Linked DNA regions of Mus musculus: regions 1, 3, 4, 5, 6 and 7 are each linked to region 2. The links are chromatin contacts, called in public Hi-C, HiChIP or PLAC-seq and promoter capture Hi-C maps. All regions are on one chromosome and are shown on one strand. Each heading gives the region's core, a stretch centred on a gene start, on an enhancer-like site or on the middle of the called end of the contact. The rest is flanking DNA. Distances are from core to core; before and after follow the strand shown. Region 1 overlaps Birc6 (baculoviral IAP repeat-containing 6). Region 2 holds the start of Dpy30 (dpy-30, histone methyltransferase complex regulatory subunit). Region 3 holds the start of Ehd3 (EH-domain containing 3). Region 4 has its middle 6.6 kb from the start of Gm30983. Region 5 overlaps Birc6 (baculoviral IAP repeat-containing 6). Region 6 holds the start of Xdh (xanthine dehydrogenase). Region 7 holds the start of Srd5a2 (steroid 5 alpha-reductase 2).

Region 1 (3,681 bases), core at 918-3,417, 290 kb before region 2:
CTCCTGCTTCCTGACCTGCTTGAGTTCCAGTCCTGACTTCCTTTGGTGATGAACAGCAACATGGAAGTGTAAGCTGAATAAACCCTTTCCTCCCCAACTGCTTTTTGCTCATGATGTTGGTGCAGGAATAGAAACCCTGACTAAGACACTACATAAATGAAACTTAGAGGCTACTTCTACAATAAATAGGTAGAAAGCAAATACACTAAATGAACTTATAAATTCTTTTGAAACTGTATCTCTTCTAGAGCCAAAATCCAGGATTATAAACTTCTGTGACTTCTCTTCAAAACTGTTTTTGTTGGTGTTTTTTAATTTGTTTCTTTGGCAGAACTAGGGACTTCATCCAAATTCTTGAATGCACTTGGCAAGTACTCTCTCACACAGAGCTGTGCCTTGGACTATTAATAGTAACTTAATGAAGAGGTTGAAATAGAACCTGCTTAAATTAGTTTCCCAATAAAATCAACTTAAGATACTATTCAATACCTTCTATCAAGGAAAAACAGACTAGGTCAAAATACGAATATTCTTTACAATAAAATTTAAATTCTTTGTGCCAAAATAGAATTATAAACATACATTATATACATCATAATATACATTATATATATATCATATAACATAAGGGGGCACAGAAAAAATTTTTTAAAAGAAAATGATAAGTATTTCCATGATTTATAGACCTAATGGTTAAATGAAGCAGTTTATCTAATCAATATGTCCCCTATTTCATCGTTTCAACAAGTGCACGCTCTCACTAAGACTGGCTCTGGTTATAAAACCCAGGCTGTATTCAGTATTCTAGGGATTATAGTCAGGTCAAAACCTAACCAAACTACTATGAACTTTAAGTGCAACAAGTCACATCAGGATATCAAAGTCATACACTACACTAGGTATCATCTAAAGGTTGAAATGGCTATGGAAACACGGGCTCTACCTTACTCTTCCTTCTATTTTCTTTCTGGCTGATATTTCCCATAATAAAAATACACATAAACACACATAGAAAATAAACATAAAAATAAAAGGATTTAAGGGAATGTTTTATTGGGTAAAGGAAAAAAAAAACCTCAACTGATCTCAAATATAAAATTACTCATGGTAGTCCCTCCAAACATCCCTTGCTCCCATAGGTCTTCTCTTACCATGCAAACAAAGATATAATTTTAAATAGCTCATATCATTTTTGCATTATTACTGCATAAAGAATGTAATAAAAGAAAATATATACCAGTAAACGTACTTGCATCATCCCTTTCTATTCTGGTCCCATCACTGGTTGACACGCAAGTAAAGTGAAGAGGTTCAACCTCTAGAAGCCCCGTGAGAGATGTGAAGCTTCCCTCCGCAGCCGTGCAACTGCTGACTCTTCCATTCCCTAGACACAAAGAAAACCTCACAATGCATGAAGGTGACTTGTAAAAGGCAGGAAGAAGCAATAATCATGATTATTTAGCCAACCTTAATTAGCATAAAATGCACAAAACTCACACTACATCAACAAAGGGCATATTAAGAAAACCTATAAACAGAGAAACTAGCTTCCTTCATACAAATGTCTATAGGAATGAAAGCAATTTGGTAGGAATTCACAGTAATATGAAACTTACAGTATATACGAACAAAATCTTTTGAACAGTAAAATTACACTGGAATGATTACAATAAAAAACAAAATTAAACTGAATCATAACTTGTTTTAAATATTGAAAACTGCTTTTATTGTTTTAATGTTTGCATATGTCACTATAAAGGATTCTTGATCCACACTTCTGAAATACACTATGAAACTTTTGGCCACTAACATGGTGGACAAATGTTTCAGATTTTGGATTTCTGAATTGTGAGAGTGTGTGTGTGTGTGTGTGTGTGTGTGTTTGTGTGTGTGTGTGTGTGTGTGTGTGTGTGTGTGTGTTTACTTTTTGAGAACAGGCAAAGAAACTGAGATATGAAGTAAAATGGCTTTAACCAATCATTACTTGTAGATGTTGGTCATAGGTGCCCCAGTAGAGAGAGAAGCTCACCAAGATGCTAAGCCCTCACTTTCTGAAAGAGCAGAGGGGTTTAGCTTTCTTGGAAAAGACTGACCCAGACTAGCTCACTCCAGTTACTTCTATTCAATCATAACACAAAATTGATTGGGGCTGGGAAAGGTTCCAACTACAAAAGTTGTCTTGCCCTTGCTGCCGGAGAAAGCAGACAGCCCACACAAATGTCAGTCTGTTTTGACCATGGCTAGCCATAATCAAAACTAAGAACTCCAAGTTCGCGAGGAGTGTCTTAAGACTAATGTTTGGGCAGGTACAAAATCTAAAGTAGCACCAAGTGCAGAGCTATTTCTTCAAGGTTCAAACAATCTCAAAACAATTTCTCAGCCTGCACTGATTAACTCAAAACATGGCAAGAGCTGTAATATTTCACTCAAAGCCAGACACAAAAGCTACACTTTACATATTACATAGCACTACAGTTCACAGGCATTATATGGTTAAGGTCTAAAAAAAAAAAACCAAAAAACTTTAGTGTTCTGAAGACAAAAATGTGAGTAGATATAATAAAGAGAGATGAGAACTTAAACTCATTACCTGACATTGAAAACTTAAACTCTGTACATGACACTGTGAACTTAATCTCAGTACCTGACAATGAGAACTTAAACTCAGTACTTGACAAAGAGAAAACTGAACTGACTATGAACAACAGAACTCTTCGCTCCTTACTTAGTAAAAGAGGTCAGTACCTGAAAGAACGTCTGATAAGTCGATTTCATCTGACTGGACAGCAGTGCTGCTACTGTACACAGTTTTCCAAGAAGAGCCGCTCATCTCCAAGTCAAAGAGAACTGGATCAAACGGGGAGCTGTACAGTCCATATCTGAGAAATGAGAAATGTATTCAATATTTTACCCTCTAGGCATTTATTGAAAAATTACTGAGCCGGGCATGGTGGTGCACGCCTTTAATCCCAGCACTTGGGAGGCAGAGGCAGAGGCAGGCAGATTTCTGAATTCGAGGCCAGCCTGGTCTACAGAGTGAGTTCCAGAACAGCCAGGGCTACACAGAGAAACCCTGTCTTGAAAAACCAAAAAAAGAGAAAAAAAAAAAAGAAAAAAAAAAAAAAACCACATCAAAATCAGGATTTATAAAGTTATCATAAAAGCAGTGTGTCAAATAAGAAATGTCCAACTTCAAAAATAAAATGCAACTTCAAGTAAATGAGAAAAAATAAAATGTCCAACTTCAAAACCTGAAGACCAGAAGCTGCAAAGATAGCTTGATGGTTAAGAGCAATAGTTGCTGATTCCCAACACCCACGTGGCGGTTCTTAAAATGTCATAACTCCAGGGTCACATTATCTGCAATCCTCTTGGGCATCCAAAAGCACCAGTTATGCATGTAGCACATATATGCACATGTATGAAAACCAGTCATACATATAAAATAAAATAAAAAATAAAATAAAATAAAATAAAACAAAATAAAATAAAAATTTCTTAAAGGCTGGAGACCAGCTGGGAAATGACGGGGCGGCCTTTGACCCCAGTGCTCATGAGGCAGAGTTCTGAGTTTCCAGGGCTGCCTAGGCTACAACAAAGAAACCATAGCTCAAAGATGAGAGACAGCTGACAACAGAAAAAAGAAAAAATTTAAAGTCAACATTTTGTTATTCAATATGC
Region 2 (3,472 bases), core at 158-2,657:
AACCATCTCTTTTCTCACCACCACACCAAGCACAAAAGCTCTTTTCAAGTACATTAGGTGTGTGGGTTGTAGGAAAGTCTGGAAATCTTAGCTATAATCATTGTAGGGACAGCTGAAGGCTTCTTCTTCTTCTTCTTCTTCTTCTTCTTCTTCTTCTTCTTCTTCTTTTCTTCTTCTCCCCCTCCCCCTCTCCTTCTTTTTCTTGAGACAGGGTTTCTCTGTGTATCCCTGGCTGTCCTGGAACTCACTCTGTAGACCAGGCTGGCCTCTAACTCAGAAATCCACCTGCCTCTGCCTCCCAAATGCTGGGATTAAAGGCATGCAGCACCACTGCCCTGCCAACTGAAGGCTTTTTGGAAACATTTTGGTGTTAGCTAGGAGTCTGAACATTCCAAGAAACTCACTAGTAAGAAGTATTAGTAAAGAAGTTAGGTCCCTGACAGAGGTGGGTATTAAAGGCTATTTAGGGAGCTAACTAGGTTCAAGACAACTAACTAGTGTCTCTAGATTTGCAGCATTCCAACCTCTCCATACCCTTGAAATCCTAATCCATCAACAGTTACAATAATTACAGGAAAGCAGGCTCTCCTGGAACTCCCGTTCAGGAAGCTCTGGCTGGCGTTTGACCCTCTTTACCTCAGTCAGCCAAATGCTGGGATTTCAGACACCTGGCTTTAAAATGTAAAAACAAGCAAACACAACCCAGGTTGGAATCCATAATACTACAGTCTGGAAAGCCATTTCTTCTGTAGAAATTGAACCAAGATCCTTGGTTATCCCAGGAAAGCGCTCGACCATGAGCTGAACTCCTTATCCCTGGAAAGTAATTAAAAAAAAAAAAAAAAACTAATCTAGACATAAATGTAGAATAGTGTGAACGTGGTATCCTCATAGACTGCAGGGCTTGAATAAAAGCCGCCCAAGAATTCCCAAACACTCCTCCTTGTTTCCCTTTGGCCTTAAAAAAATTATATATGTGTGTATGTATACGTATATATGCGTGTTTTGCCTGAATGTGCGCGGAGCACACGCGTGCCTCGTGCCTGCGTAGATAAAAAGAGAGAGTCAGCTCCCCGGAACCGGAGTTAGGGATAGTTGTGAGCCACCATGTGGGCGGTGGAGACCAAACCTAAGTCGCCTGTAAGATTAGCCAAGTAATCAACCGCTGGATGCCCTCTAGCCCCTAGTAAAGCCTGAGCAAGAATCGCTCAGCAAGTGAGTGGCCTCGGTTCCTCGGGGACCGTCACTTCCAGGTGCCACGAAGGACTGTCTAAAGGAGAAAGATCTACGGCAGGGTGGAGCCGGCAGGTGGCCAGGCACCCCGCGCACCGCAGAGGCGTAGGCCCACTTAGGCGGGCTCGGGCACTTCTGCCCGCGGGGCCGCTCTGCGCAGGCGCGGCGGCAGCGCGACGTCCCTCACTTACGGCCGAAGCGGTTCGCGCTGTGAGTCGGTGGCGCCGTGCAGGGCACTTAGGAACCGACAGCCTTGGCGCGGGTAATCAGCTTCCCTGTCCTCCTCCTCCCACCGCTACATCCTTGGGACGACCTCCGAGCCTCGCGATGCGACGAGGACGGCCAGTCGGTGGCCCGACCCAGCCCGCGCGTCTGCTGCCCGCGGGGGTGAGGGGCGGGGTCCCGGGCTGGGCTGCACCGCACCGGGTCCTGGCGTCTTCCACTTGAAATCTCCCGGGTAACTAACTCGCGGCTCTTCTTGTTTTGCAAGACTGGTATCCGGTTGATTGCGGTTTGCAGGGTCCGCCATGGAGTCGGAGCAGATGCTGGAGGGACAGACACAGGTACCAGGAGGCCCTGGGTTCAGGGTGGCGGTGTGCGGGGAGGCAGCGCGGGACGGGCGGATGTCTCTCTCTGTGACTGTATTTTGTTTTCTAGGTTGCAGAAAACCCTCACTCTGAGTACGGGCTCACAGACAGCGTTGAGGTAACTCGCTCAGTTTCTCTGCCGCATGCATCTATGGGTCTCTTGAGAGCTGGAGAAAACTTAGGATCGGTTTACTAGGCTACTCTGCACGAGGGAACTCTTTGCTGCCGCGATCTCTCCGTAGTATCAGATTATAAGTGGCTTCTTTTTACTAGCATGCTAATACTTGGCTAAAAATAAAGGTACTTTGTAAATGAAAGATTAGATGATCCCGGAACCAGAGCTGGGAAGGTTTGGTTAGGAAAATGGAGGCTTCCCGGAGAAAATTTGTGTGTGAATGGGAGACTCGAGGGATTAAGTTCTGGTTTAAAAAAAAAAAAAAAAAAAAAAGGGCAGGACCACGTTTCCAAGAAGTTGTACAAACAGGTGTTAGAATTTATTCAACACTTTGCTGTTTGTGAGATATATACCAGGCTAATTTGAATGTATCTTCAGCTCCAGAATGCTTAAAGTTGAGTAACTTGTTCAAGGTCAGCGGAAAGTAAGCTTAGACATGTTTTCTTTTTTATTTTATTATTATTATTATTATTATTACTTGTGGGTGTGTGCGCGCATGCACACGCTCGCTCATGCATGTGCACTAGTGTGTGGAGATCAGAGGGCACCCTTACAGAGTAGGTTTTTTGCTTCCACCCTTAGGTGGGTTCTGGAGATGGAACTCAGGTTAGATGTGGGGGTAGCAAGCTCCTTACACACTGAGCAGTCCTGCCTGACCTAGAACTGACTCTTACAAAAGGATTGCATTGTATTTATATTTGTGTGATCTCTCTCTGTCTCTCTTTGCTTCTCTCTGTCTCTTTTTCTGTCTCTCTCTCCCTCCCTCCCTCCTCTCTGTGTTTGTGTGTTTATATGTATGTATATATATTTTTTTATTTTTTCTATTTTTTTCCCCCTGAGATAGGGTGTCATTAGCTCTGGCTGTCCTGGAACTCACTATGTAGATCATGCTGGCCTTGAATTTACCGAGATTCACCAGCCTCCACCTCTTGGTGTTGGGAGTAAAGGTGTGTGCACCGAACCCGGTTTATATATTTCTTTTTACTGCTTTATGGGTGTTCTGCCTGGGTATATATGTACATCAGAAGGCCGGAACTTGAGCTACAGACAGTTGTGAGCTACCATGTATGCTGGGGATTGAATGAGGATCTCTCTCTCTCTCTCTCTCTCTCTCTCTCTCTCTTTCTCTTTCTCTCTCTCTCTCTCTGAGACAGGGTTTTTCTATGTAGCCCTGGATGTCCTAGAACTTACTCTGTAGACCAGGCTGACTTCAAGCACTCTCCTGCTGCTATACTGGTGTTCTTAACCACACACACACCCCCTCCCCCAACTCCAGCTTTGGCTGTCTATATTCTTATTTATATTTCTTAGGCTTTTGAAATTCATTTTATGTGCTTGGTTATTGTGCCTGCATCCGTATGTGTGCCCCATGTGCCTGCCTGGTGCCCACAGAGGCCAGAAGAGTGTGCCAGATCCTCCCTGGAATTGGAGTTTGAGACAATTGGTGAACTACCCCGCGGGTGGTGGGAACCAAGCG
Region 3 (3,543 bases), core at 419-2,918, 510 kb after region 2:
TTGACAAGCAAAGCACGTGGCTCTGTAGATCATGATGCCAATCCAGAAATATGAGGACTGCTGCTTTAAAGCCCTCTGCAGATGGGTGCCCTTGACTCTGGGAGGATACGGCACCTGTAAGAGTGTGACCTCTTAGCCCAAAGGGCCATAAGCAGCCTCCAACCTTTGGAATATGTGTACCCCTCAACCTTTGAAAAGGGCAGCCTGGCTTTGCAGTCTGTATGCAGTAAAGATTGAGAGAGGCCTGTTCTTCAGAGCTATTGGATTTTTCTGACTTTCTCTCTGAATGCTTGCAGCCCCCAAAATCTATCATTCAACGGAATGGAAGACTCCCTGTTAAAGTTACAGGCACGTAGCTAACATTTTTCACAGGCACCGAGGGCTGCTTCCATCTTGTGCAGCTCTAAACCATCACGTATCCTCCCATCACCTCTGCTATCTCACCTGCAAAGTCAAGGGCCAGATGAGGCATCTTAGTATCTCCTCTACTTCTGTAAGCTGCTTTATTATTATTATTATTATTATTATTATTATTATTATTATTATTATTATTGAACTATTAAGTTCAAAGAAGAAACTTATTAAAAGTATTCTGCTTCTCTAAGAGACAGCCCTAAAAGCACTGTCAGAGAGAAGGAAAAACGGTAAAAGAATAAATGACCCCAGGGTCTCCAGTTCACCCCCATCCCCAGGCCCGCGACCATGAGAACAACTCGGCTGCAAAGGTAAGGCTCCCCGGGATAATCCCAAGCCCTTCACGAGATAAGAGATTCTAGTCAAAAGGAGGGTTACGGTATCCCCACCTTCATTAGGAGTCTGGTTCCTTCTGTGCCTCAGTTTCAGTGCCCAGATCAGACAACAGGGATGACTCTTAATAAAATGACCAGGGCTAAGAACTGAGGAGGGACATCATATAGGAATCAATGGGGGACTCGGTAGTAGGATCAACTTTTGAGGCCTCCCACAGGGATTTCTTCAGAGCCCTTAATGGAAGACTTTCCACGTCACCCGGAAGGCTCAGCACCCAGATGAGGCTCACCTGATGAAGGTGGTCTTGCCGGTAGAGTACTGGCCCACCAACAGGACCATGGGCTTGTTGTCGAAATCAGCATCTTCCAGGGCGGGCGAGTGGAACTCGTGGAAGCGGTAATACTCTTCCAGAGGCAGCAGCTTGGTCTTGTAGAGTTTTTTGAGTCCATCGCTCACCGTCTGGAAGACCTCAGGGTCCTTCTTGCGGCGATCATCGTTACCCAGCCAACTGAACATTGTGACAGCTGGGAGGAAGCTCCCGGGAGTGGCACCCGCCTAGCTCGAACAACGCCGCCACTACTGCCTTACCAGAGCTCGGGGCTCAGACGCACCATGGCCCGGGCTGCCCCAGCTGCTGGATTCAGTCCAGTCCCAGGTTCATCCACAGCCCGGTTGGAGAGAAGGATGCTGTGGATTGTGTCAAGAGAACTGCAACCTTGGAAATTAAAGACAAACCTGCCGGGAAGCCGAAGCCTGAGTTCCAGGTCTCCCCAGATAGATGACTAAAGGATGCTCGAGCTCCGCTACTGCGGAGCCCAGGCTGCGCCGGGTAGGCAGCGGCTCACACAGCTCCGCATCCGCAGCAGCATCCCGCCGCCCCCGGCGCGCGTTTAAATGCCAGACGTGCAGGAAGTCCCCGAGAACTGGCAAAACCCGGCCAGCTCCACGGTCAGGGCGACGCGAAGCCAAGGAGGGCGCCGCCATGTCTATGGGCAGGCGCTCTGCGGCCGCGCGGACTCTATCTGCAAAAAGCTGCTGCCAGAGTCCTGTGGGAAAGCGCAGGCATTTCTTTCCCAGCCCTGGGGATTTGACTTGGGAGCAGCGCCCTCTCAAGGACGGAGACTAAGACAGCCTTGACCTACTCTACCGTTTTGAGACTCAGTTCCTTTGGTTACTGAGGTCAGTTCCCTGGGGATACTAATATTGGGACCCATTTGGGGAAAATTCTACTGTATTTTCCTTGGGGCATGGAAAGAAGGTGCCCCTGACAAGTGACATAAAATAACCAAAAAATCAGTAACTTATCTTTTCACCAGGCCTGAGGTGAAGTGAAAAACAAACAACAAACAAAAACGGCTTTCCTCTTTCTCTCCTCCCCCTCTCTCCCACTCAATACGGTAGGTAAAACCAGCAAAACACACACAGGCAGGGAGTGCTAAGGGGCAGCGACCTAATTTGACACAACTACATACAAAGCTGAGTCTTTGAGGAGCCTTTTAGGAGATGTAGCAGGGTAGAATTACAACAGACACGAAAAGAGGCAGGCAAATTTCTGAGTTTGAGGCCAGCCTGGTCTACAAAGCGAGTTCCAGGATAGCCAGGGCTACACAGAGAAACCCTGTCTCAAAAAAAAAAAAAAATTAAATTAAATAAAAATAAGAATAAAAAAAAAAGCAAGCAAGCAAGCAGAACCATCTTTTGCTTTTTTCGTGGTCAATTTGAAGGCATTACAGGAAACATGGCTGTGAGATGTCTCTTCAAGGATGAGCTGAGAGAAGACTGGAAGGCATTTGAGGTCACATAAAAAGCCTTCTTAAAAACAATCCAGAGCAGTGTAAAGATTTTGGCAGAGCTACATCCAAAATGGTAGATCGTGAAATGTATGATGGGAACAGGCATGGAAGAATGTGCACACCAAGATAGGAGCCAAACAAGAAATGGGAAACCCATAAGAATATCATTACCAATAATTGCTATGTAACAAAATGCTCACCAAGCACAGGGGTTGCTGAGATCTCAGGAAGCAACATTGTAGCGCCCCTCTGAGGAAGATCGTGCCATTGCCAGCAATGCCAAGAACAGTGATGAGACATTGGCCAGATGTGGCAAAGGGTGGGGCAGCAACAAGGAACAAAGTCAATGACAGTTCTAGAAGGATTCTAACCAGTGAGGTGGCAAGCCTTTCCTCTCTCCTAAGGCAGAGGGCTCCCACTGCCCTCCCTTCCACCAACAAGATAAGGAGCTAATGGACTAGGTCGAGCTGGGGAGTCTGGGAGCATCGTCTGGAGGGGTGGAGGCTGGGAAACTGCAGAACATCAGGGAACAGCGGCAGTGGGGGAGCAGAGGAGGTTAGAGTCAGGAGACTCCGGCAGTAGGATCGACAGTCTGATAAGCGGTGAAGGAGGAAAGGATGGTCACCCAAAGCTTAGAGTGGTTTCAGAGTTTCTTCTGGGAACCAGACAGTTGCAAAGCTCATGCAATGACTGGAGAAGTTGGCAAGGGAGCAGAGTGAGTAGGTAGAGGATCTGTTTGAGCTACGATGGGTTGCCCTTGGAATAAACCTGTAGGCATGGCAGGTAGAGGAGGGGTTTGCTGACACTGTGGGATTTCTGTGGGGACTATTAGAGATGGTGCTGAATAAAATTTCCTTAGTTCAGGTTTCCTGACACTCTTGTTGAACCCAAGAGTGAACTATCTTCTTCTGAGCACTGTAGTCCGCACTGAGAAACCATTCAGACTCATGTTTTACATTACCACCAATGTATGAAGCCAGGAGGCAATATCACAGACATC
Region 4 (3,898 bases), core at 1,232-3,731, 330 kb after region 2:
CACTTGCCATTCTCACCAGAGATTTGCCAAAGCCCAGAACATAGAAAATCTTGGTTTAGCAATTAAATTTAAAGATCCAATTTATTAGTGTTTTTGTTAATGGCACAGTAGAAACCCACACTGTCCCAGTCCCATTTAATTCCCAGTTTTCTCTCAGACAAAAACAAAGGCTGTAGATATGGAGGTCAGGACAGAGAAGGAGAAAGCTGGGAACTGACTCAGTGGGACTCTAATACACGCTTAGCTGTTCAGATGCTCATTCTGATAACAGACCATAATTGGATGCCTTAGTGGGGTGTTATCAATGAAGGGGGAAGTCTGTCAGAGTTTGCTGCTTAGACTCCATTATTGTAATGGAGTGAGAAAATAAGGGTGTGGCTACACTACATCAATGAGGCCATGTTGAAGTTCTCAGTAACATCTGCATCCTTCTCCTACCACAGAATTCTTCCTTGTTAACGTTTGATATTCTAGGCTGCGAATGTAGCTCAGTTGGTAGAGCATGACTTGATGACTATCATGCATAAAGCCCTGTGATGAGGGGATGTTGGACACATCTTTGTGTGTGTGTGTGCCTCTTAGTTTCTTAAAGAGAGAGTGTATTTCATTATTATTCTGTGGGAACCAACCTCTGCCCAGGAAATACAGCAACCCTTTCCACATTCAACTAAATGCTGTAGGATAAAAAGTCCCCATTCCTCCCAGAGTCTCATTTTCCTGTTGTGTGTAATTTTTAAAAAGACGCTCCTGCTTTTGCCCAAGAGCACAGCCTGGGCTCTAGCCCCTCTAGGCTTAGCTCCAGGATTGGCTGCCTTTAGCCCCACTCCTGGCTTCTCTTTTGTTCCTTCTGGCTTAGCTTTGCCATCAACAACCAGGCTTCTTTCTCTCTCTGCTCACCTTTGCTCTATAGATGAAAAACACGCAGGCAGGTTGTTTACTTCAGAATTTGCCTACTAACACAATTGCTCAGCACAGAATCTTCTTCCTTAAACTTATCAGCTAGCCTACATCAACTCACCTCCACTGACCTCCTTGGGGGAGGCCACTGGTTTTAGCTTCCCCAAGATCTTACATAACAGTTCCATGCTCCTTGTTCCAAAGCCTGGCCGAAAAAACTTTTCTCTTTTCTTGTGTCTCCTTTTCCTCCTGGGATCCGGAAGTCCCACCTGTTCCTTCCGCCCAGCAATTGGCTCCCATCTTCTTTATTGACCAAATCAAGACTCAATTAGGGAACCAGACTTTAGTATCAGCACCTCCCCCTACATTTTCCCATCTGTGGCTTTCTTTACTATATTCCATTTATGCTGGTCTCTTCACAGTTCCTCATATGTGAAGTTTTCCTTCTACCTCTGAGTCTTCTGACATGATCCTCTCCAGAATTCTTTCCCATTCCTCTTTGCTAAAACAAGTCTCAGTTTAAACATCACTCTGGCTGGAATCCAATCCAGGGCCCAGGGAGGTGCTTTGTGCTTCTATTGTTTTGTTTTTTGTTTTTTCTCAATATGGTTAAAGTTCTTGTAAGGCAAGTTATTTAATCCATACCTTTAATAACATAGACTCCAGAATAGCTAGGATCATTCCTATCTCTCCCACATTGCAAAATCACTGCACACAGTGTTTGGGGAAAGGCAAGCAAGTCTTAGAAGAATGAGTGGAGGGATCTTGTGCCATGGGAGCTCAATGGAAATCAAAGCATATGGTGGAGCTCAGTCAGTGGCTGTGAATTTGATGGGGTTCTGGGTCATGGGCAATTCTGAGCATGCCAGTGGCTGCTGAGCCTTTTTCTCTGACTGCACTGATGTCTTGATAGCTCAGCTCAACCTTCTCCAAGGAGGTTCTTGCCGTAAGCACTGAATAGGAGGCAGAGGGAGACCTTTGGCCTTCAGCCCCATTGCTATCCTGATTGGACCATGAAAAAGGATAAGAGCATAGTCTCACCTCAGGGAACACCTCAAGGTCAAATGCCTTGGCTGTACATAGCTCAGTTGGTGGTGTGTTTGCTTGCATGTAGAAAGCCATAGATTTGGGCTCTAGTACTGTACAAACTGGGCATGCATGCCCCCATGCATGTCACCATGCATATAGGTGACAAATGCCAATAGTTCTAATACTTAGGAGGTGAAGGCAAGAGAATCAAAAGTTAAAGGCTATCCTTGACTACACGACAAACTCAAGGTCAGCACAGGACAAATTTAGACACACTGTCCAAAACAAAACAAAACAAAACAAAACAAAACAAAACAAAACAAAACAAAACAAAACAGTATAGGATTCAGTTTAGCTACATTGAAAAGTCCCAGCACTAGAAGCTGTGCCTTCTCTCACCAGGCCTTTGTGTCTCTGGGGCTTCTCCTACCCCTGTCCAGCAGCCCTTTCTCTCCTTGTCTACCCACAAATGTCTATGTACCTTCCCAGACTCAGTGCAACTGCTGACCCTTCAGGGACTTTTCCAGATCCTGTCTTCTTTCTAACTGAAGCCAATGACTCAGTTCCTGTGTCTGCTCCTCTCTGAGCCTAATGTGAACTTCAGACATTGTTCCTAGCAGAACCAGTTGGGGATTTGCCTACACATGACTTAGTTGCTTTTAGAAATGCTCTCATGTGCAAAACCAGGGAAGACAAAGACAGCAGTGGTTTCTAGAGCAGGTTCTCCCTCCTGGAGAGTGAATGAGAACAAGGGAGGGAGCCCTGCCCATTGTTCCTATTCTGCGGAGGGCTAGTGCTCTCTAGGTGTTTAATCAGTGCCCTAACACACCTTATATGGTAGGGGACAGGCATGTTGCAGTGAACCCATCAGGATAGGATTTAAGTGGCAGACCCTGGAGCAGGACTACCTGGATTAGAATCTCATTGCTTTTACTTACTAATTCTGGAGCCATGGGCAAATTACTTGCTATACTTTGAATGTGGTTTGAGTGCCTCTCAAGGGTCCATTTTGATTCAAAGCTTGGTTCCTAGGGAAAGTGGCATGGAACCTTTAAGAGGTGGAGCCAAATAAGAGGCTCTTAGGTCAATTGGGGGTCCACTCTTCAAGAGGTTTGTGAGATATCAGAGCTTCTCTGAATCCCACCTGAGAGGTAACTCCTTATTTCACATTCTAAAACACCCTTTCACCAGGATGCTCTGCCATCTACTGCCCACATCAGAGGCCAACCAATCAAGTCACCCAATAGAACCTTGCATATTCAAACTCCAAAATCATAATCTCTCTGTCTCTTTCTCCCCCACCCTCCCCCCTCAACCTGTGTCAGGTATTTTGTTATAGTGACACAAAGGTGATACATTGCTTCATCTCTCTGTCCTCAGTTTACCCAAAATGGGGGATACAAGAAGTACTAGATTTATAGAGTTGCCGTGAAGACTAATAATTCTTAGTCACGTAAGTAAAAGGCTGGTATTTGTCTCTTACATCTGTTGGCTGGAGTAAGTGGTTAATTAAACCCACTTTATTGCCTTTCCACAATTAATTCTCCAGGCACTGGAGAACCAGTGTTGAACAAACCAAGCACTATTTTATTTTTATGGAGCTAACAGTCCCCAAGAAAAGCATGCAATCAAGTGATAATGGCATAGGGCACACGGTAAACTGCTCCATTTTGTTGTTGTTGTTGACATTATTGATTTTTGGTTTTTGAAAGAGCATGAATCTCCTTGGGCCTTGCAAACTCAGACAACTTGGGTGTCTCAGGGACAAAACAGAAACATTGGCTTCATACTCCCACCACAAAATCAACCACTTGCAATAGTCTCTCTCCTGTCACAGTGTGAATATTCCTGCTTCTGCCTAGGATCCCTTCTTTCAGAAACAGACCCATGTCCCTAGTCAGTTTGAATTACTGTTCCACATTTCTGGCCACGTGATCGCCACACTCTTCAAAAGGCCTGTGTCTGTTTTATT
Region 5 (3,885 bases), core at 1,094-3,593, 340 kb before region 2:
AACAAGTGGGGAGGTTCTAACTATCCATTTCTTGTTTTCTCCTATTTGTTTCTGTTTTCCATGTGAGCATTTTGCCTCCATTTATGAGTTTCATGGCTATGCTCAATGGCTCCAGAGGTCTGAAGAGGGCATTGGATCCCCAGGAAATAGAGTTATGGATAACTGTGAACCACTCACTATGTGGGAGCTGGGGATGGAACCTGTGTCCTCTGCAAGAGCAACAGGTGCTCTTTACCACTAAGCCAGCTCTGTAGCCCCACTATCTGCTTCTTAAACTGATGAGTAAATCTGATTTTTTTCCTTAGGAGGGTAGCAGAGAAAACAAGTGATAGTTTCTCTTTCAGACATCCCATAGTAATTATAAAATCTAAACTCTGAAATTTGGAGTTTATACTCTCACTTTATACTTTATATTCTCATCAATTAAGTTTAGATTTTCGTAACATAAAGCAGTGGTCCTCAACCTCTAGCTCTCTTTGAGGGTTTAAGAAGCCTTACTTTCACAGGGATCACCTAAGACCAAAGGTAGGAAAACACAACTTACAATTTATAACAGTAGCAAAATAACAAGAAGTAGCAGTGACAATGACTTTCTGGCTGGGGTTGTGACAACATGAGGAACTATATTAAAGGGTCCCAGCATTAGGAAGGCTGAGAAGCAGTGACTTAGAGAATTGGAATGAAATCTACCTCAGTTTGGCTAAGGCTAGAGTTTGGAACTCGCGGTGCGTGATGACTCAGAGCTGAGAGACAGACAAGAATTAGGTGCAAAGCTCCGATCTCCAGTGCCATCCGCCGCAGAAGCACACCATCATCAGTTGTCAAGGGAGTAGCACTAAACAAGCTGCGAAGAACGTGGAAAGGAAGGGTTGGAAGCACATTGGCTGATGGAGACTGCAGAATGTGACCTTTGAAAGAGAAGAGGGAAAAATTAAAGACACTTGAAAATAATAAGCACTTACACATAGGGTCACAAGTAATAACAACAAAGCAAGGTTTTATCATTAAACTTATTAAAAAGCAGGCTGACTGTGAGACTGTTATCTTTATTAAAGTATCAAGAAAGTCTCTAGAACACAACACACACACACTCTGAAATTTTACAGATATGTAACAGCCATCAATGACAACAAAGATAATATGAACTAAATGTGAAATGAAATGTAATTTTTTTTTTATTTTAAAAGACAAGGTTCTCCATGTAGCCTAGGATGGCCTCCAATTTATAAAAGGCTGCTTGTCTCTGACTGCACCTCCTCACTACTGGGATAAAAAGTGTGCCAAGGAAGAAGAAATTTCCTACAACCATCAATCAGAAAGTGACTGGTGTCCTTTCAAATGGTTTTCCTATGAACAATAACAAGTAAAACTATTTTCTTTTGTACAATAGTTTTGTGTTGCTTTAATAAGAAAGTGATAAACACAAGCAATAAAGCACCATATGAGCAGAATGAGTGCTGAAAAAATGAAATTATGCATCACAGAAGCCATTCCTTGGACTTCTGTGTGCAATCTAAGTCCACTCTTTCCCCTTTGCTGCTTATGATCGATCGGCAGTAAAATGTTATTGAGTGAACAATTAAGAGGGATCCAAATGAAAGTGAATTTTCCTAACTACCTCAACTGCGATCAGTCAATCTCTTATTGCATTAAATAACAGCATGAAATAAGAACAATCATTATATTTATTATATATATTTATTAAATATAATAAACTTTATATGTATTACATATACTATATATAATACAGTATAATATAATAATCTTAGCTCTCTTCTCTTTGTTCAAAATAATGCTACAGATTTATGCTTTTTGCTTTTCTCCATTTCCTTGTTTTGTTTCTATAGTACAGGAGATTGGACTTTGGCCTTGTTGCAAACACTAATCCAAGTTTAGTGTTTCAAACACTTCAACAGATTTTCTTTCTTTTTTTTTTTTTTTTTAAATGTACTTATTTATTGTATATGAGTACACTGTAGCTGACTTCAGACACACCAGAAGAGAGCATCAGATCCCATTACAGATGGTTGTGAGTCACCATGTGGGTACTGGGAATTGAACTCAGGACCTCTGGAAAAACAGTCAGTGCTCTAGATTTTCTTTTGGGGGTGGATTTTTTTTTTTTAATGCCCCCATTCCTCATAATAGTTTAATCAATATTAGGTATTCATAATCCTATAACAACTTCTCTTTCATTGCTTCTCCATGCAGACCCTCATGTATCCAGGCTGTCACTAAACTCAGTACATCGTCAACGGCAGTTTGGAAACCTGATCCTTGTGCTACTGAGCTCTTGAGGGCTGGGATTGCGAACACGTGCCCACCACAACAGTTTAGAAGTGCCTTTCATACAGATTTGAATGTGCTAGCTCCTCCCCGCCCAAATACTCAAACAAAGCTTACAACTCTTCTGTTCAAAATACTCTCCCTAAATTAAATTTTGCTTATCCTTCAGAGCACCACCCAAAACTGCTACCCAGCTTCACACTTACACATCTGTAAGAAACTGCCTCACACATCTGAGGCTCCCAGAATACTCAGCGCCAGTCCTCCTCTAAGCTGTCAGAGTCAGTATGTTCTCATACCTACTACACAGCCACTAGTCCTACTTCCTGGTCACACGATTCCAATGTCACTTACTATAAACTTAATATGAAATTTCTTAGGATTACCATATTTAATACCGAAAAACTCAATAAAAATTACAAACCATGTAAATAGCTTTACTATAAAACAAACAGTTAAGAAGAGAAAATAATCTAGACAAATGTATCCACCCTGTTTGTGTAGTGTTGATAAATGTAAGCAGTAACTGGAAACACTTACTGCCTTCTCCATCATCTGTAACTCCCAACACCAATCGAAGAAGGCACTGGGCATGCTTCCTCTCTTTCAGGAGCACTTCAGCATAGCCCGGAAGACGAAGAAATAATCCAAAAGCAGCCAGAGAATGGGCAGGTATGGGAGACGTGGCTTGCACCGCTGACTTAACAGGTGGAGGCTCAGCTGCAATGGTTTCTGGAGCTTCATAAACCAGTTCACCTGATTGTTCTATGGTCACCCATTCAAACTGATCACTATCCTTTGGCTTTTCCTGAGTGGTGGAAGCGATCACTGGAGCACTCACCTAAAGAAAAAGAGACAGTTCAGTACTGGGCTTCGGATGAACTCTTCGTGTTTTAAAAACATGGTAACAAATACCAAGAAGAGTATGGCATCACAAGTATGCCAGTATCTACCAAGTGCATCCATGTCAGAACAGCATCTTCCTATTCATAGTCAGTGAATAACTACAGACGAACTTTAAAACAGACAAACAACCTGTAGTTCACTAACCTAATTCACTCATTTTTCTTTTATGAACTGTAATATAAATATAGCCAGGATTATCTGATCTGTAACTTCCAAAAATTATAAGAAACCATAGGTTGAGAACCACTGGTGTAGATTGTAATCCAAATCATGCAAAAGAAACATATAGTGGGTTTTCTTTCTTCTTTTTCCTTTTTGTTTTGTTTTGTTTTGTTTTGTTTTGTTTTTTGTTTTTGAGAAAAGGTATTGCTATCTGTAGCCCAAAAAAAATGAACTCAAGCTGGCATTCTGTCCATAGCTCTTCAAGTGCTAAAATTACAGGTATATGCCAGGATACCCAACAGATTTTTCCATTTGTCCGTAAAACATTCCAGAGACAACTGGAAAAACTTTGCATTAACATGAAAGAACATGAAAAGTACACAAACATCAAATGACAGGAAGAAGATAAAACTGATGTGAGCTAAAATAATGATTTAAAACTATCTACATTGGAAATGGTATCAAAAAGAGCAGAAGTTAAATAAGGCATAAATATGAGTGATTCACTATTATTTTACTCTCTCATTTACA
Region 6 (3,377 bases), core at 603-3,102, 370 kb after region 2:
GTGTTACCAACCCCTAGGTTTCACATTCCTATATCCTCCATCCAGCACTCTCTCAACATCTGCTGGGATGGTTTGCCCTCTTTCTTTACTTTTTTTTGGCAGAATTGATTTTACAGAGTAGTTATAGTAAGCCGTGTCTGTGAACGTGGCCACTGGACCCAAGCCAGTGACTTTTGCAAAGGTGATGGAGCTGACACTAAATCCAGCCTTCAGAGTTTTCCCTGGGACTGTGGGGGAAAGGCAGAGCTCATGAAGATGAGTCACTGAACAGAACACCAGTCCATCATAGGAGTGTGAGGAACAGGGAGTTAACAAAACACACCTTAGGTTCAGCCTTAGTCCCTCTCCCCACCCTTTCCCTTCCAGGTCACCACATCTCTGCCTCTACTTGATTGACATGTTAGGTTGGACAACTCTTTATTGTGAAGGATTATCCTGGGCTTGGGATGGTTAGTTCCATTTCCTGGTCTCAGAAGCATCATAATCATCATCATCATCATCATCATCATCATCATCATCATCATCATCATCTTCAACAACAGCCCTACCAGGCATGTCACTAACATCCCCAGACAGCCAAACTGCCCATTTCGTAAGGAATTTGATTCCGGGTAGCAAGTACTGTTTTATGATGACCAGAATATCCTGGACCGAGAAACTTGAAGGGATTTGGTGCATAAGTCTAAGGGTAAACTGGGATATCAATTGACCGACAAATAAGTTCATTCTTGGTTCCGTCAGGGCTGTGCCAGCAAAGGGGCGTTGTGTTGATGATGTGACTGTCCCAGGAGTCCTGTTTCCCAAAATGTTGTTGCTGCACCAGGCTCATCTGACCATGCACTTTTCTTCCTTTTCTGTGGTCTTCCAGGACGATGACACATGTGTCCCTGTAGGTTGGCTGAGTGATTGAGTGACTGCAGGGCTGGGGAAGGACAGAGTGCCTGCTGATGTGAAGATGGGTGGAATGGAGTGGTGGGAGGTGGAGCAAGGAGAGCCCACGAGTGTTGTCTGAGTGGATGCTGTGCATAGGCATTTACACCAGAAGCTAATGGTCCTTGATGGAGCTGGGGGCTCTCAGCTCTATTAACAGACTGTGGTGGGTGTTGTTGTATTAGCTTATTTTATTTACTTGGTGCTTGTAATATGTTTTGGTGTATGAGTTCCTCTGATAATTTGACAAGTTTTGTGAAATTCTGGAACATGATTTGTTATTGGGATTGTTCCTGTGACTGTTCAAAAGTGATTATTTCCATTCTCTGCAAGTTTATAAGGCACGCCCGAGAGACCTTTTGCTTTTCAGCTTTCTGCTTTTGGTGTCATCCTGATGTCCCTTTTCCAGGAAGAAACAGCTGAGTCCTGCAGGCGATAAGTGACAGGCTGTAGTCAAAGGTCAGGGTTTGAGTCTGGACATAAGGGTCTGTGTCTCTGACCTTCACATTCTGCCAGGCCCTGAGAGAGTGAGCTGTGCAGGCCAGTGGCGAGCCTGTGTCAGGGTGAGCCGGTTTGGGAAAATAACAAGTGTGAACGGGAAGAGAGTGAATCAGCCTCAGTGGCTGGCAAACTGCTCCTTCCCTGCTCTTCCTGGTATGGCAAGTGGGAGGAGGATGAAGCAGGTTTCACAAGGGCAGGTGCCCAGAATTCACAGTCATCTGGTGCCAAGATGCAGGCTTCCTTAATCTACGGCTGCACTTTCCTCTGTGCACTTTGACTAGGAGGACAGAGTAGGATCTGTGGATTGGCTGTCTGGTCCTTCCTGGATTGTGCAAACCTGTGACTCTTGCCAAGAGCTGTCCATGCCTGGAGCTGCTTCTTTCTCATTGGCTAACTTTGTTTCATTTTGCTGGGAGGCGTATCTTTCAAGTTGCAGGCAGTGATATCTACAAGCACCTCGCAGCAGCTCGGGGACTCCGGCCGTCACGATGACGAGGACAACGGTAGATGAGTTGGTCTTCTTTGTGAATGGCAAAAAGGTAAGTGGCAGTTGACCTTTGGTTTAGAGATTCTGCTGTCTGAAAGGGGACCTGTGTCACTTCTCTTGTGTGGACACTTTGATGTGTTCTGGTCTCATCTTACCCCTCAAAAGATATTGCTGTAGTTTGGTAACTTTAGAGCAAGATGAACACAGGCAAGACGCTCAGAGGGCAAAGGAGGAAGGGGAGGGAAGAGAGAGGGATGGCCACTCTATGCTAGAGGACACACTGGCTCAGAGGTGGGAAAAGGAACAGAGTCTAGGTGAGAGGAGGAGGCAACAGCACTTCCCTATTTCTGTGTTTCTTCTCTGTTTCTAGTGTTTCAGTGGCTCTCTTTAATACAAACAGCAGGAGGCGGGCACTTTTATGCTAATGCCGGAACATAAAACACACACAGCCACTGGTTCTGATATATGATCCTGTACATAGATTTAACTAGAGCTGATTTACTGTGCGGCAACATATACTGACACCTTGTGGCAAGCCATTATTGTCATTATTTTCATAAAGGACTCCTCCATCACCATCTCTCAGTTCTATATGTAAATATTGCAAACCCCTTAAACGGCACTTGTGAATGTAGGTAAAGTGGTATGGGGTCCACAAAATCCCTGATAGCCTGAGAATCTTTGCAAGGTCAACTCGGTGCAGGGAGAGAAGGAGCAAGCTAAGTGTATTGTTTCTGGCGTTGTTGGCCTCCCTTCAAGGTACTCCCAGCACTGCAGCTCCCCACTTGAGGTCACAGGAGAAGAACCCTCATTTCCCCCACTGTAACTGGCCACATGGACTTCATAAACCATGAGTGGGCCAAAGGCTTCCCCCCCTCCCCAAACAATTTTACTTGTTTTTTTATTTTGACACTTTTGTGTTGATTAAAGAGACTGAGTAATTTCTGAAGAAATTTGCAAGAATGGACATGTGATTTCAAGAATTCCTAAGGGCTTAGACTGCCAGCATCTGCTTGGCTAACTAGCACGCAAACTTTAGGAGTCATTTCAACACCAGTACGGTAAAGCCTGTGGATTCAGTGGGAGTGGCCCCATCCCTGGATCCCTGAATCTCTCTGATATATTGCTTTTGTGTGTGTGTGTGTGTGTGTGTGTTGGGCAAGCTTGGACCAAGACAAGGGCTAGGGTGAAATGCCTAAGCTGATGGTAGTAAGGCTTTTGAACTCAATCTTTTAAATGTCTTTTGTGCCCAATGGTTGCATCACAGAGGTGAGGAAACAGCTGTTAACTTGGCTCCCTGGAAATACTGTGCACACACAGACATCATCATCTTTGGGATGCTCATAAATGAATTTTTCCCAGTGAGCTAGTGGCAGGTTCAAAGTGTTCTGAAGGTCATATCTTGCTCTAAGGTCGGGTGTTGATTTATGTGTGACCCACAGTTCTTCTGGGGGGATAG
Region 7 (3,754 bases), core at 684-3,183, 270 kb after region 2:
CAGTTATTTCATTGAGTTGGTTAGGAAAGCTACACCAAGGTTCTGGTTATGACACCATGACTTCCATAGCTCTCTGAGCCAGCAAGGCAGCCTCCTAAGGTGACTATGGTTACTGAAGGTGGAGAAGAGGTAGCAATCAAAACCCAGAGGGAGAATTTGGGTAAAGTGTAGGAGAAGATAAACTGGTTAAATTGGAAGCCTTTGGAAGGCATCTGAGTGGTGAGTGCAGTTCTGACACTTGGGGTTTCTGCTGACAATCTAGATATGAGCATCTTTAAGGAACAGGTAGGAACTCAGAAGTTAGGGTCAAACCTATAGAAAACCTGTTTAAACTGCAGGGAGCTGCTGAGCTATCAACACCTGGCTATTTCCTGGAAAGTGCTCCAGTCGGTCTGAGTGTTTCCTGCGTGATGATCGGTTTCAAGCAAACATGATTGTTATTTTAGTTTTAATGCAGCAGGGCGATGGTTATTACTTCTTGGTCAGCAAGAAGAGGATGCCCTGGATCAATAATGAATCCCCATTTGTCAGAGGAAACTTCCCTAATCTGGAACAGACGGATATATGCATTGTTTCAACCAGTTCCAGGACTGGTTGGAGTGGATGGGGAAGTAAGAATGATCCTACAATAGGTGAGCTGGAATTAAGGAGTGAGAAATAAGGGGACGGTGGGGGGGATGGGTGGGGGAGGCAGGGCAGAGAAAGCGTGGTGAGCTGTGCCCCCAACAGGGACGGGGGTGGGTGGTGGAAACAGGTCCTAAGTAATCAAAGATGAGACAAGAAGATGGAAGACTGAAGGGACCAGCAGTATGGGAAAGGGTTGTGGGGTGAGAAGATGTTAGGTCAAAATAGAGAGCAGAGGAAGGAGGGGAGAGGGGAAGAAGGAGCAGCTAAGGAGGGCTGTCTCGGAAGCAAAATAGAGATAGGGGAATGGAAGTGGGCTGGGGTGTGTGGAGGTTGGGGAAAGAGTGGGAAAAACGTAAGCGGGAAAAGAATCCGGTCCGGTCCGGTGTGCGGAATGCTGTGTGCTGGGTGCTTAGAGAGCATCGTCACCATTCTATGGAATCCAGCTCAAGCGCTTCAGAACTGGGAAAACGCTCTAGAGAACGCCGAAACTTTAGGCAGAGTTTGTGCCAGCTTTGGAGGAGCCTGGGGGTGGGGCGGGGTGTTGTATGAGTTTTCAGAATCTTTGCCACAGGGCTAACCAGAACATGTGAGGGACAAACTTTTCTCCAAGGCTGGCGACCCTGAGACCCAGGAGGAATTTGGGCGTTTACCCTAAAAGCTGGCTGGCACCTGCCTGAGAGGTGGAGGGAAGGTCGTAGTGTGGCCGTAGCTGTAGCTAGCAGGCATGCAGAGTAACAGAGGAGAGGAGGTCCCAGTACATAGAGAGAATGGTGGGGTTTCAAAGTACCAGAATGCCAAGCCCAGGACGGGAGGAAGGATCTGGCTTTGGATAGAAACTGAGGGGAGTGGAGAAGCATGGACAACTGCTGCAGGTGGAAAGTCCTGCCAGGGAGATCCATGGTGGGCACTGCCTGGCGACAGAGCTGAGGGTGTGCGTAAGGGATGGAGAAGCCCCAGTGCTTTGGTGAACGAGGATCAAGGCATCTTAGGGCCACGTATGGAGGACAAGAACTAAAATCAAAGCAGACAGAGGGCACAGGTGGAGAGGGAAGCCCCCACCCCCCAAAACACTGTCTGTCTCTACAAAAGTTTCAGTTCTGTGTCCCAGCTGAAGTCAAAAGAACCAGACGGGAGAAATGGGCATTGTGGCTAAGCAGAGCCAGGGCGGGCTGCGCCAAGGTGGGAGGCACGCGGAAGGGGGGGTGGGGTGGGGGAGGGCTATAATGGGGAGGGAACCCTGGTCCGAGGGGCGGACACGGGGTGGCGTCTGGCGCTCCATAAAGGGGCCCGCGCTCTCCACCAGGCGGGCAGCAGCTACCAGCTGTGAACACAGGCGAGATGCCGATTGTGTGCCATCAGGTCCCGGTGCTGGCAGGTAGCGCCACATTGGCCACCATGGGGACCCTGATCCTGTGCTTTGGGAAACCCGCCAGTTACGGGAAACACAGCGAGAGTGTGTCGTCGGGAGTTCCCCTCCTGCCCGCACGCATAGCCTGGTTCCTGCAGGAGCTGCCTTCCTTTGTGGTGTCGGTAGGGATGCTCGCTTGGCAGCCGCGCTCCCTCTTTGGACCTCCGGGGAATGTGCTGCTGGGTCTCTTCTCCGCACATTACTTCCACAGGTTAGCGTTTTTCTCCACAGAGCATACCTCCCTGCTCGGCTCCAGCGCGTGGACTAACGTCGAGGGGCAGCGCGAAGAGTGGGGAGGAGCGCAGAGTAAGGCAGGTTTGGAGCTCCAGGCAGGGACTTCAGGCTGGAATCCCCAGGGTTGGGAAGCACCAGTGGCACAGGAGATGCCTTCGATGTCTCCTGGGCGCCCCTCGGATGCTCCAGTAGCTGCGAGGATGGGTGGATGAAGCTGGAGAACTCAGTTTGGGCAGATGCCATCGGCCAGGGTCCTTCAATCTCCAACTGTGCGCCTTGCTCTGTCTCATAGACCTCACCTTTCTCTGATAATGCCAGGTCCAGTTGGTTCAGGGACTCGGGGAGGTGATAAACTCTGGAACTCTCAGAAGTTCTTCTGATCAGTTTGGTCTTTGTGTGACTGAGGAAGGAAGCGGGCAGAGTCCACCTCCCATCTATAGAGGAGAAGAGAATAGAGAGGATTGTGTTTAGACACGACTCCTAAGAAGCCGAGCTCACTGACGACTGATTTACCTTCCCAAGACCTTCAGGACTTAGAAGTGAGCCAGGCAAAGCTGACCGAGAGCTCAGGCGTTCTAGATGAAAAAAAAATCTGAGTTCAGAAATTTGCCTTTTTGTGGTGGGAGGAAAAGACAGGAAAGCGATCAAAGAGGTACCGAGAATCCAAGGACTGTGCAATCTCCAGAAGAGACCCCAGGGCAAGTAGGCGGACCACTGAAGCACCTCTGTGACCTGTTAGCATCTGTCCTTTTGTTTGGGTTCACTGTAAAAGTGGGAGATGTCTTTGATATGCCCACTGGACAGTCAAAGAAACCAAGGCTCAGGAAGGTTATGTAATTGAAGGCGACACCCCTGATATCTGTCAGGATGACCAGCTAATTCCCAAGGAATACTTTCCGTTCCAGGCCCCCAGTCCTTGATAGATTCTTCACACAGGTAACTAACAGGGGAGGGAGCTTAAGCAGCTAAGGGCTGCCAGAGGCTGACTGTGCCTTGTGGAGCAGAGAATTCCTCCCTCGGGTCGGGTCGGAAGATCAGATCAATTTAGGTAAGAAATTAGATTTAAAAGGAAAAGAAAAAAGCCTACGGGGACCCAAGGCAGAATTTTCTCTCCATTAACACATCATTTCTAGGAAAGGAGGAGCCAAAAGTACAAATTTCAATCTGCCTCTTTTAGCCCCCATCCAGAGGATCTTTATTGGTCAATATTTAGTAATCATGCAGTGTTAATATGGAATTCTCATTCGTTAAGAAAGTTAAGTATTGACAAGTAGTAATACATTTATGTATTAGTTATCCAATAAATATTTGCAAAAAGCCTCTTGTGTACAAAGACCCAGGGTAGTTATCATTTTATTTGATACAGATGTACAGAGAGAAGGATCCAGGTTGCAGGAGATAAAAAGGCAAGCATTTGATTTTGCTTGTTTGGAAATAGATATTGGACAAGAAAATGTGGTTTTATGGACATCTATTCTTTTTTTT

What was found. Promoter capture Hi-C pulls out the DNA fragments that hold promoters and counts their contacts. Hi-C and Micro-C count contacts between places; a contact is called where the count stands out from the background. HiChIP or PLAC-seq counts read pairs in DNA pulled down with a chosen protein or histone mark. Capture Hi-C pulls out chosen DNA fragments and counts their contacts.
Region 1: a promoter capture Hi-C map of liver shows a contact between it and region 2, with 2.0 times the contacts expected there. The contact joins the enhancer-like site here to the promoter of Dpy30 in region 2. A contact is called at or near these places in 4 of 39 promoter capture datasets (the C10 cell line, cranial neural crest, liver and 1 more), 1 of 15 datasets of contacts at CTCF or cohesin (large pre-B cells), 2 of 484 Hi-C or Micro-C datasets (adipose-derived mesenchymal stem cells and embryonic stem cells), 1 of 115 datasets of contacts at active chromatin or transcription factors (the SCID.adh cell line) and 2 of 9 other capture datasets (liver and pancreatic islet).
Region 3: a contact with region 2 is called in a Hi-C map of effector CD8 T cells, with 4 times the contacts expected there. The contact joins the promoter of Ehd3 here to the promoter of Dpy30 in region 2. A contact is called at or near these places in 1 of 39 promoter capture datasets (cranial neural crest), 5 of 484 Hi-C or Micro-C datasets (the N1E-115 cell line, cerebral cortex, cortical neurons and 2 more) and 1 of 115 datasets of contacts at active chromatin or transcription factors (astrocytes).
Region 4: an H3K4me3 HiChIP or PLAC-seq map of bone marrow-derived macrophages shows a contact between it and region 2, with 3 times the contacts expected there. The contact joins the enhancer-like site here to the promoter of Dpy30 in region 2. A contact is called at or near these places in 7 of 39 promoter capture datasets (3T3-L1-derived adipocytes, the C10 cell line, cranial neural crest and 2 more), 1 of 15 datasets of contacts at CTCF or cohesin (the NIH/3T3 cell line), 2 of 115 datasets of contacts at active chromatin or transcription factors (bone marrow-derived macrophages and microglia) and 2 of 9 other capture datasets (liver and pancreatic islet).
Region 5: a promoter capture Hi-C map of cranial neural crest shows a contact between it and region 2. The contact joins the enhancer-like site here to the promoter of Dpy30 in region 2. A contact is called at or near these places in 5 of 39 promoter capture datasets (the C10 cell line, cranial neural crest, hematopoietic stem and progenitor cells and 2 more), 1 of 15 datasets of contacts at CTCF or cohesin (large pre-B cells), 2 of 115 datasets of contacts at active chromatin or transcription factors (embryonic stem cells and fetal liver) and 2 of 9 other capture datasets (adipose tissue and liver).
Region 6: a promoter capture Hi-C map of 3T3-L1-derived adipocytes shows a contact between it and region 2, with 7 times the contacts expected there. The contact joins the promoter of Xdh here to the promoter of Dpy30 in region 2. A contact is called at or near these places in 6 of 39 promoter capture datasets (3T3-L1-derived adipocytes, the C10 cell line, cranial neural crest and 2 more), 1 of 15 datasets of contacts at CTCF or cohesin (pro-B cells), 7 of 484 Hi-C or Micro-C datasets (the 3T3-L1 cell line, B cells, CD8 T cells and 4 more), 5 of 115 datasets of contacts at active chromatin or transcription factors (bone marrow-derived macrophages, effector CD8 T cells, embryonic limb bud and 1 more) and 2 of 9 other capture datasets (adipose tissue and liver).
Region 7: a contact with region 2 is called in a promoter capture Hi-C map of adipose tissue. The contact joins the promoter of Srd5a2 here to the promoter of Dpy30 in region 2. A contact is called at or near these places in 2 of 39 promoter capture datasets (the C10 cell line and liver), 1 of 115 datasets of contacts at active chromatin or transcription factors (embryonic stem cells) and 3 of 9 other capture datasets (adipose tissue, liver and pancreatic islet).

Annotation. Positions count from the first base shown.
Region 1 is chr17:74,603,692-74,607,372 of GRCm38.p6, reverse strand. It overlaps Birc6 (baculoviral IAP repeat-containing 6), which reads right to left. Exons shown (of 73, transcript NM_007566.3): 21 at 2,746-2,879; 22 at 1,238-1,384. Among named protein-coding and RNA genes, the nearest start is that of Birc6, 77 kb to the right of the region's middle. Within about 2 kb of position 2,167, at least 2 of the 459 cell types and tissues checked have an H3K27ac peak or open chromatin away from gene starts, as enhancers often do. A contact at or near this core is called in liver, where this site is marked.
Region 2 is chr17:74,314,368-74,317,839 of GRCm38.p6, reverse strand. Dpy30 (dpy-30, histone methyltransferase complex regulatory subunit) reads left to right here and starts at 1,407. Exons shown (of 5, transcript NM_001146223.1): 1 at 1,407-1,495; 2 at 1,724-1,796; 3 at 1,891-1,938. The coding sequence starts at 1,761.
Region 3 is chr17:73,802,966-73,806,508 of GRCm38.p6, reverse strand. It overlaps Ehd3 (EH-domain containing 3), which reads right to left and starts at 1,668. Exons shown (of 6, transcript NM_020578.3): 1 at 1,040-1,668. The coding sequence starts at 1,266.
Region 4 is chr17:73,988,669-73,992,566 of GRCm38.p6, reverse strand. No RefSeq gene overlaps it. Among named protein-coding and RNA genes, the nearest start is that of Gm30983, 6.6 kb to the right of the region's middle. Within about 2 kb of position 2,481, at least 12 of the 459 cell types and tissues checked have an H3K27ac peak or open chromatin away from gene starts, as enhancers often do. A contact at or near this core is called in bone marrow-derived macrophages, where this site is marked.
Region 5 is chr17:74,659,624-74,663,508 of GRCm38.p6, reverse strand. It overlaps Birc6 (baculoviral IAP repeat-containing 6), which reads right to left. Exons shown (of 73, transcript NM_007566.3): 61 at 2,827-3,127; 62 at 691-908. Among named protein-coding and RNA genes, the nearest start is that of Ttc27, 56 kb to the left of the region's middle. Within about 2 kb of position 2,343, at least 2 of the 459 cell types and tissues checked have an H3K27ac peak or open chromatin away from gene starts, as enhancers often do.
Region 6 is chr17:73,948,671-73,952,047 of GRCm38.p6, reverse strand. Xdh (xanthine dehydrogenase) reads left to right here and starts at 1,852. Exons shown (of 36, transcript NM_011723.3): 1 at 1,852-1,970. The coding sequence starts at 1,920.
Region 7 is chr17:74,046,039-74,049,792 of GRCm38.p6, reverse strand. Srd5a2 (steroid 5 alpha-reductase 2) reads left to right here and starts at 1,933. Exons shown (of 5, transcript NM_053188.3): 1 at 1,933-2,246. The coding sequence starts at 1,966.